2 separate regions of the Triticum aestivum genome follow, and region 2 is linked to region 1. Evidence: chromatin contacts called from public Hi-C data. All regions are on one chromosome and are shown on one strand. The core of a region is the stretch at or near the end of the contact, and the rest is flanking DNA. Distances in the headings are between cores, read along the strand shown.

Region 1 (4,586 bases), core at 791-3,290:
CTGTGCCATCCAAACCGAATCTGGAGGGATGAGAAGAGAGCAGAGGAGGTCCCAGTGCTTACCCCTGCGTTGGACCCAAGAAGGAACTTGTCGCCCTCCTTGTCCTGGAGCTTGTTGGGGCCGAAGAATCGCATCTCAGGTTCTCCAGCATCTCCTCCAAGACTGCAGCAGAGAGGAGCTTCATGAAGAGAGCAACACATGCAGCGTCGAATCGAGAAGGGGGAGGAGGGCACCTTGACAGGGTTGGAGCAGAGGAGCTGCGCGGTCGCACGAGAACGGCAGCAGTGGCGCACCAGCAACTGGGGTGGGCGCGTATCCGGACGAACTGCGGCGGTCGTGGTGGATCTGGCCGCCGCCTGTCCTGCTGCTCGAGGAGGGCTGCGATGGGGACGGGGGACGGAGCGGCGGCCTGAGGTCGATGGTCGGGGAGGAGAATACGTAGCGACGACAGCGGTAGAGAGCGCCGCCAGGCAGGGGAACGGGATGGAGGCCGAGCACGTGAGATCAGGGGATGAGGCGCTGGAGTAGGAGAAGATGGCGGAGGTTGAGCAGCACGGGCACGGCGACCGAGCGGCGGAGGAGAGGACGGGAGGAGGAGAAGGGGAGGCTAGGGGTTGGAGGCGCGAGGGGACGAGGCGAGCAGCGGCGGCGGCGAGCTCGGCGAAGAGAGAGAAGGGGAGAAGAACCGGACGCGAGGCGGCGACGGCTGGAGTGAAGCAGAGGGCCGCGGCGGATGGCGGATTCCACACGGCGTGCTTCCTTTTATACGCTTGTGTGTGAAAAGACAAGAATGCCCTCGGTGGGGCACGGGATTTACAGCGGTGGCACCACACTATTCATTGTAGCAGTGCCGTGCTCGATCCGACGGCTCAGATCGTCTCACTCGAACGTCCGACGGCCAGGATCGTCTCACTCGAAGATCCGACGGTCCAGAGTCTTTTGGGACGCTAATCCGACGACCCAGATTCAGACGCCCTGAGGAGGCTTCATTTTGTCTCCCATTCTAACAATGGTATTACCTTAATCTAATTGCATTTTTCGAGAAACTTCCAATCTATTCATTTTCAATCATGGCAGTACAACGAACACCAGAAATAATAAAAATCACATCCAGATTCGTAGACCACCTACCGACGACTACAAGCACGAAAGCGAGCCGAAGGCACGCCGCCGTCATCGCCCCTCTCTCGCCGGAGGCCGGCCCAACTTGTTGTGGTAGATAGTCGGGAAGTCGTCGTGCTAAGACCCCATATGACCAACGCACCAGAACAGCAGACGCCACCGACGAAGAGAAGTTTAGATTGAAATGATCCAACCTGAACACACATGAACAAAGACGAACAAAGACCGAATCCGAGCCACCAAACACAACCACCGATCGAACCCCGCGAGATTCGTCGGAGACACACCTCCACACGCCATCCGACCAAGCTAGACACACCATCGGGACGAGGGCTAGGCGGGGAGAACCTTATTCTATCTTCAAGAAGCCGCCACCGTCTCGCCTTCCTAGGCTGGGATCCACCGCGCACCCATGGTCGTAAGGCCACAGAAGACGTGGCAAATTGGCGGCGGCGGCGACGGGGGGCAGAAACCCTAGCCGCCTTGCCTTTCTTTGGAGGACCCTAATCTAATTGTTGTGATATGTTGAGTGAAAATACGAAGACGTGAGGTCCCGTTTTCTTTTCGCGGTTTCTTGATTGACTTGTTTTAGGCAGTTGGTGTTGTCGGTATCTCAATGAATTGGTGAGAACTCAATTTCATAACAATAAATCGAGCCATCTTATCTAAAACTTCAATTATGCGTAAAGATATATCTTCCCTCTAGCTTTCGCCCACGTGTTTGCAATTGCAGCCGCACAAATTTGTAGAAAGTGACACGCTGACATGATTACATAGGCAGCCATCCACACCTGTAACAGTTTTGCTAAAATTTCCAGCTTGGTAGCTGGACACGTATGCCACATCTCTTAAAAGCATATCTATATATGTCCTTATGAGCTGTTCATGCAATTGATTCCCAGTTTGTGGAAAATTCGTAGAAGCTGTGAAGAGAAGAAAAGTCTACCATCATCCTTCCATATCTGACGCGCCGCGTTCAACTCCACCTCTATATAATAATAGTAGCGGCGAAGAGCGATTCCCATTCCACTGTCAGCAGCTGCTAGCTACTCTGGTACGATCATCCTCTGCTACGTTGACGAGGATGGCCGCACGCCTCGCGCTGGTGGCGGCGCTCCTGTGCGCCGGTGCCACGGCCGCCGCGGCGCAGCAGGCGAGCAACGTCCGGGCGACGTACCACTACTACAGCCCGGCTCAGAACGGCTGGGACCTGGGCGCCGTGAGCGCCTACTGCTCCACCTGGGACGCCGGCAAGCCGTTCTCGTGGCGGTCCAAGTACGGCTGGACGGCGTTCTGCGGCCCCGCCGGCCCCCGCGGCCAGGCGTCGTGCGGGCGGTGCATCCGGGTGACCAACACGGGCACGGGGGCGCAGATCACAGCGAGGATCGTGGACCAGTGCGCCAACGGCGGGCTGGACCTCGACTGGGACACGGTGTTCGTCAAGATCGACACCGACGGCATGGGGTACCAGAGGGGCCACCTCATCGTCAACTACCAGTTCGTCGACTGCGGCGACAACCACATCAACTTCCATGGAAAGAACGAGACGCTCCCAGCCAGCATTCATGCTGTTGAGTAATTAAAAGCTACTGTACGTAGTAGCACATGCATGATGCTCAGATGCCGCATTGTTGCGCTGTACGCACACATGTATGCATGCATGGCACGGATCAAGTGGAATAAATCAAACGGGAAGTGGAATAAATTTCATGTATGGATCGTATGATTGTAACAGCGGGAAGTGGAATAAATTTCAGAAGTTGGCAGAAATCAAGTGCGTGAAGTAGCAGCTGAAACAACCCTAAAGTTTGGGAGTTGTATTAGCCTCAGCCCTCAGGTCAGTCCGGCTGCCGGCTTGGGTGGCCGCGGCGTTCTTCAACGAAGACGTCGAGCCCTTTGGAGAGCGTATATATCCCGGCGGGGTTGCTGTCGTATGGCTGTACCACCGGATCTTAACGGCGTGTAGCAATCCGTGTGGCAATGGCGATAGTGACGAGGCACCCGATGGACGTGACGTGTTGTTGACTGGCTCTTCCGTACATTGTTTCACCATGATGACAGATGATGAACGTGTACCATAGTTCTGTTGGTGGTGCGTGTTGTTCTTTGCGTGTTGGCTCGTCTGCTCGTTGCTGCACTGGGAGGTGCCTCGTTCACTGGGTATTGGCTAACTATTGTTGCTGCACTGTGAGAGAAATGGAGATTATTTCGGGCAAGGTCGCCATGAGCAAAGAGGCTCCCCGCCGAGTGAACCCGGGGGAACCCCGCGGTCAGTAGCCCCTGGATCCTTCAAGGTCTCGCCAATGGTGCCGGCTCCTTTCGGTCGAGGACTTTGTTTGTTAGAGCCGACTGTGAACGCAATAGGTCGTCCATGAAGAGGCCTTGATGGACTCGAACAGTACCTGAAATAGTTGGCAATAAAAAGTTGATAGTAAAGACTTAGTGATACTCAGTTTCCCGTCCGTGAGATTGGCTCGTGGCTTGCTAGGAAACCGACTGGATTGACGAAGTCGCCACAGATTTCTTTGTAGTCAATGGAAACGTCTCCTCCTATTGAATGCATATTGTCAGAAGGCCTGAAGTAAATCCAAAAAATGTGATCACCAATGTCAAGCCTAGGGCATGAACTCTGCTGGACTAAGGATGTCATTGTCCTCGTAACCATCCAAACACAGGTTGGTTCACGGCCCGATATGTGCTTTTTGTTGAATATAGAAGTAAATTACTACAATATTTAATCCGAATAAACAGTGAATAAATCATGACAACAATAATAGAGATTGAACTAATCATGCAGACTAGCATAGTAGATGAACATATCAAATCTATGGCACAGACTACAAATAGGAATTCTAGCACGATCTCAAACAAGGAGCACAAAATCACATATGGTGCAGCGGGAGCAGAACCGTTGGCGTTGATGTTGTTGCCCATGTCGTTGATGAAAAGGTTGCCGAGGTCGGGGAAGAAGTTGTCATTGAGGAAGTCGTCGCTGTCAGCAGTTGCGTGAGTGCACTCCCTAAAAACCTGATCGCCCCTCTCCCGTACAAGATCATGAGAGACGGGGTTCCGGAGGCTTGCTGTCCCTTCTCGCGGTGCACGCCGGAAGAAGGGATGGAAAAGACTTGCGTGACAGCGGGTACGTTGGGCCAAAGGCCTACAAGCAAAATCTAACACTTTTAATATATAATGGAAGATTAAAAGCCTATATCGAGATCAAATAAGTACTAGTCATCTAAAAAAGGATAAGTACTAATAGTGTCCAAACTAATGGCATAAAACTAGTGTCAAAAGAATAAAAAAAAAAGTACTGCTCCATCCGTCCCAAATTCCTTGTCGCGAAAATGGATGTATTTAGAAGTAATTTTTAGTTCTAGATACATTCATTTTTATCTATTTTCGTAATAAATAATTCAGGTATGGGGGGACTAGCATGCAATCGTGAGAGCGCCTTATTTCTGAAA
Region 2 (4,626 bases), core at 2,096-4,595, 130 kb before region 1:
ACACTCGCAGATATGTTCTGTCTCCGATTTCATAGACTACCTCCTTGCATTTTGAATCTGCATAACTCTTCTGTCGGGACTGAGCTACCTTCAGTCTATCTCTAATCAGCTTAACCTTCTCTTCAGACTCCTTAATCAAATCCGGTCCAAACAACTGGCGGTCTCCAACTTCATCCCATATCAACGGTGTTCGGCATCTTCTTCCATACAGGGCTTCGAACGGTGCCATCTTCAAACTGGCCTGGTAGCTATTGTTGTATGAAAACTCCGCGTATGGCAAGTTATCACCCCAACTGGATCCATAATCTAGCGCACAAGCTCTCAACATGTCCTCCAGAATCTGATTGACTCTCTCGGTCTGTCCATCTATCTGCGGGTGAAAAGCGGTACTGAACTCCAGCCTGGTTCCCAGAGTCTGGTGCAGCTGGTGCCAAAACTTTGAAGTAAACTGTGTTCCTCTATCTGATACGATGGTCCTCGGAACTCCGTGCAGACATACGATCCTGGTCATGTATATCTTGGCCAACTTTGCACTGGTATAAGTGGTTTTCACTGGGATAAAGTGAGCCACTTTGGTCAAGCGATCAACTACTACCCAGATAGAATCATATCCCGATCGGGTCTTGGGTAATCCGGTGATAAAATCCATGCCAAGCTTGGTCCCACTTCCATTCGGGTATCGGCATAGGCTGCAGTAGTCCTGCTGGCTTCTGATGTTCTGCCTTCACTCTTTGACATACATCACATACCGCTACATACTCAGCTATATCCTTCTTCATACCAGTCCACCAGAAACACTCCTTCAAATCCAAATACATCTTGGTGTTTCCGGGGTGTATCGAGTATGGCGAGTCATGAGCTTCCTGAAGTATCAACTTCCTGATCTCTGCATTATTTGGCACATATACACGGTCCTCAAACCACAAGGTGTCGTGTTCATCCTCACAAAAACCTTTGGCTTTTCCTTCACTCATCTTCTCCTTTATCTCGGCAATTTCCTTGTCATCCTTCTGAGCTTCACGAATCTTTCCCATCAATGTAGACTGAACTTCCATCGCTGCAACAAAACCTCTAGGAACAATCTCCAAATGAAGCTCCCTGAGATCTTCTGCTAATTCCTTTGGCAATCTGTGACAGCCTGATTTTTGGCCCTTTCTTTTTCTTTTGTTTCTCCGAGGTTTTTGCCTGAATTTTCTTTTTCCGTGGCTTTGTGGTCTGGAAACTGAAGAAGATGCCCTCTTCTTTGTTTCCAGAGTGGCTTGTCATTCCTAAATCTTTCCCTAGACCCTGTCATTTTCATCCTAGCCCAAATCCCAATATTCTTTTTATTGGGAATATTCCTTTTCTATTAAAGGAATAACTCATATTGCCTTAGGTTGTGAAGCAACCTATATTTCCATCGCTCCATAAATTCCCAAATAATTCTCATAAATTGTTTGGGTCATATATTGATCAAATATGGCAAAACTGTTCATTGCCATGTTCAAAAATAATCCTCCAATAATTCATTTCCTATTCTGCCCTAAATGGCACATTGTGAAGCAAGTGTCATTTTGCTTTGCCCAATTGACCTCAAACTCCTTGGCCGTCTTTTCATGTCCAGATCATTGCCCCATGCCAAAATGCAACCTCATTTGCCTAGTAATTATTTAATTATGATTTTCCAAAGTTTCTGTCCAGAAAGAAGCTTTGTGAAGGAGGTACAAGCTAGGCATATCCAAATGAGTTGCCATTTTGCATGGTCCTTCATATCATCATATCATGGCCCTCCACCAAAGTTGAGCTCATGTCATGCCACCATGTGAGCTCATCTTCAATTCTTAGTTTCTGGTCAAAATTTCAGTTTGTGAAGCAAGTATATTTTATCTTGCTCCATTATGGCTGCCAATTTTTTAGACCTTCTGGTATCTATATAACTTCGCCCCACCAAGTTGTGGCTCAATCCCTTTGACCATTTGCCCTGTGGAATTTTTCCAAGTTTCTGGTCAGAATAAATCTTTCTGAAGCAAGTGCTATTTTGGTTCATCCAAATGGCATGAAACTCCTTGGGAATCTTAATATCTTCAAATCATTGGGCCATAACCATTTTCAGCTCAATCGGTGCAACTATGTGAGTGCATCATCCAAATTCCCATTTCTGTCCATTATGGCACTTTCTACAGCAACCACCCTCTAAACTCCTCCTCTTAGTCTGGATTTTGGCGATCAGCATCACCTTAGTGTGTGATCATCACCATACAAACACTTTACCATGTTACCAAGCTGGTTTAACCACAACAAGTTACAAACACCTTCTTACTGATTTACTTTTGGAGCTAAGTGCAAATCTCTTCTTTGCCCCTGGACCGATTTATTTCTTCAGTTGGACTAAGGGCACCAAGGTCCATCCACTGGACATGGTTGGCCACGCCAAGGAGCGCCGCTTGCGCCAGTGCGCGTGGTCATCACGCTTGCGTCATGGCTGCAGGCGTGCTCTGGCTTGTTCCGGCCACTATGCTCGTCTCCTCCCTCCTTGTCTCGACCTCAAACCATGTCTATTAGCTGCCCCGTGAGCCTCTGCATCGCCCTGCATCGCTGCTTCGTCGTGGTTCTCCATGAATACGTCGCTAGGTCCATGCCCGTGCCATGCCCAACCATTGCCCTCCATTAATGCTTGGTCGGGAGCTCGCCCGTGAGCTCGAGAAGCCTCCCCGCGGCTATATAAGCGTGCCCCGAGCCCTCCCGCAGCTCATCCATCCCTCCCTCGCCTCATTTGCCCTCTGGAATCGCCAAATCTCGCTGTTCTTTGCCGTGTTCGTCTCGGCCATCGCCGGAGTTCGCTCCTCCCCGATGTGCCTAGCCATCCCCTCGCCATTCCAACTTGTCCCCCGCGTTCCCCTCACGCCCGCAGCTCACCCCAACCACTTTCCCATCGCCGGAGAGCACCGTGGTCGTGTTCCTCGAGCTCGGCCGCCGCCTCCACCGTTCGGCCTCCACCCGTCCGGCCTGTCCAAGCCCTCCCACTCCCTCCGGACTCCACCATTGCCTCCCCCACGTGCCGGGGAACCACCCCACGCCCTCAGCCCTCGCCGGAGTGCCCTGGTCGCCGGCAACCACCTCCACCCGCGTCTCTCTGTGCTCCTCGGGTCGCCGCCGTTCGCCATCTCCCCGCGCCTCCCCAGCGCCTCCTAGCCGTGGGAACGGGTGCACGAGGCCCCTGCGACCCAGCCGGTGTGCTCGGCCGGGCCGGAGCTGGCCTGAGCCGGCCGCCACGTCACCGGCAGCGCGGCCCCTCTCCTGCTTCTTCTGTCCTGCACGGGGGAGCAACAGGAGGAAGAAGACGAGCGTGGCTCGGCCCCTCCCCTGCGTGCGGGACCCTCTCGTCAGCCACCCTGAAGCCGGCCCCGCCTCTGCCACGTCACGTAAGTGACAACGTATTTACCAAGAAATACGTTTTCTTGCTCTAAAGGCGTATTTCCATCTTCTTTTGTTCAAAATACGTTTTCTCTTCTGGAAAACGTATTTTCCTCTACTGCGGCCCAGAAGGCGTTTTCTCCGTTCTGAAAGCATATTTCTGATTTTGCGCCTCTGCCTTATCCACTCAGGGACCCGTTGGTGATAAATTTTTACAGATTAGTCCCTGCTCTTCCACCCTTCACAACTCCGCAACCGTAACTCCAAATGAGGTGATTCCAAAGCCTATTTCTTCGTTTCGTCGAGCCTGTTCTGTTGGTCATGCTTTCACTATGGTTTGACCCTGTGAAAATGACCTTTTTGCCCTTGCACGTAAACAGCCCCTCCGAGAGAGAACTATTTCCGGCAAATCTTTCCGCGGCTTCACCGCACTTCTCCCCGGTGCCTTCTTCATCCCCAGGCAAGCCACAATACCCACTTGCATGATAGTCATGCAGTAGCCATGGTTTTCAACTTGAATCTTTATTAAATGTTTGCTTGTTGAAAAGATGGTTATCGTTGCTCCGATGATGTTTAGATTTGCATGCTCACTTTTGTGCTATGTTGTCTTGTACTCTGTTATCATGTTCTACATGCTAGTATTTCCTTTCATATATTTATGCTTGCTAGTAGTACATATTTATGTACTGATGATGTTCATGCTAGTCAGTATGTCGTGCTCAGTGGATATGATTCATTGTTGATATGGTGGATAGTATGTGATACCGTCATGATTATGTTGATATCATGTTCATCCATTGTAATTTGCATAATGTTATTTTATCATGGCTCAGCATATTTGCATTCAAGTTAACCGGATTAAATTGAACTTGAACAACTGTTGGCTGAGTCATGGTGCCGCTGAATCGATGCTGACCAGTGCAACCACGCTTACCGGTATGGGACGGTCCTAACTGGGTCTATTGTTGTGCCTCTCGCCGGTGCCTCAAATGAGGGAAGGTTATGGGCGCGCGCTACCCTGATCAGGTAGGCGGACATAAGCCTTGTGTGCTTGTTGTTGAGTTAGTTTTGGATCCGGGTCCCAGAGTGGGACGGGCCACGACGGTGGTCGTTGTGTCTTTGGTAGACAGGGGGCCACCCATGACTTAGCCCAGAGGGGAGTGAGTCGGAGTGGCCGGGAGAGTGTCATGGCAGTAGATCGGTTTTGTCGGAACACCGTTGGTCCACCCGAAT

What was found. A called contact is a pair of places that touch in the nucleus more often than the background predicts.
Region 2: a contact with region 1 is called in a Hi-C map of leaf, with 4 times the contacts expected there. The contact joins the enhancer-like site here to the promoter of LOC123050578 in region 1. A contact is called at or near these places in 2 of 5 Hi-C or Micro-C datasets (both in leaf).

The regions. Positions count from the first base shown.
Region 1 is chr2D:630,297,530-630,302,115 of IWGSC CS RefSeq v2.1, reverse strand. It overlaps LOC123050578 (barwin), which reads left to right and starts at 2,040. Exons shown (of 1, transcript XM_044473353.1): 1 at 2,040-2,892. The coding sequence starts at 2,207. The coding sequence ends at 2,701. It overlaps LOC123056106, which reads right to left and starts at 1,444. Exons shown (of 5, transcript XM_044479840.1): 1 at 1,410-1,444; 2 at 1,265-1,316; 3 at 63-755. The coding sequence starts at 1,444.
Region 2 is chr2D:630,427,315-630,431,940 of IWGSC CS RefSeq v2.1, reverse strand. No RefSeq gene overlaps it. Among protein-coding and RNA genes, the nearest start is that of LOC123055148, 90 kb to the left of the region's middle. Within about 2 kb of position 3,345, at least 8 of the 8 cell types and tissues checked have an H3K27ac peak or open chromatin away from gene starts, as enhancers often do. A contact at or near this core is called in leaf, where this site is marked.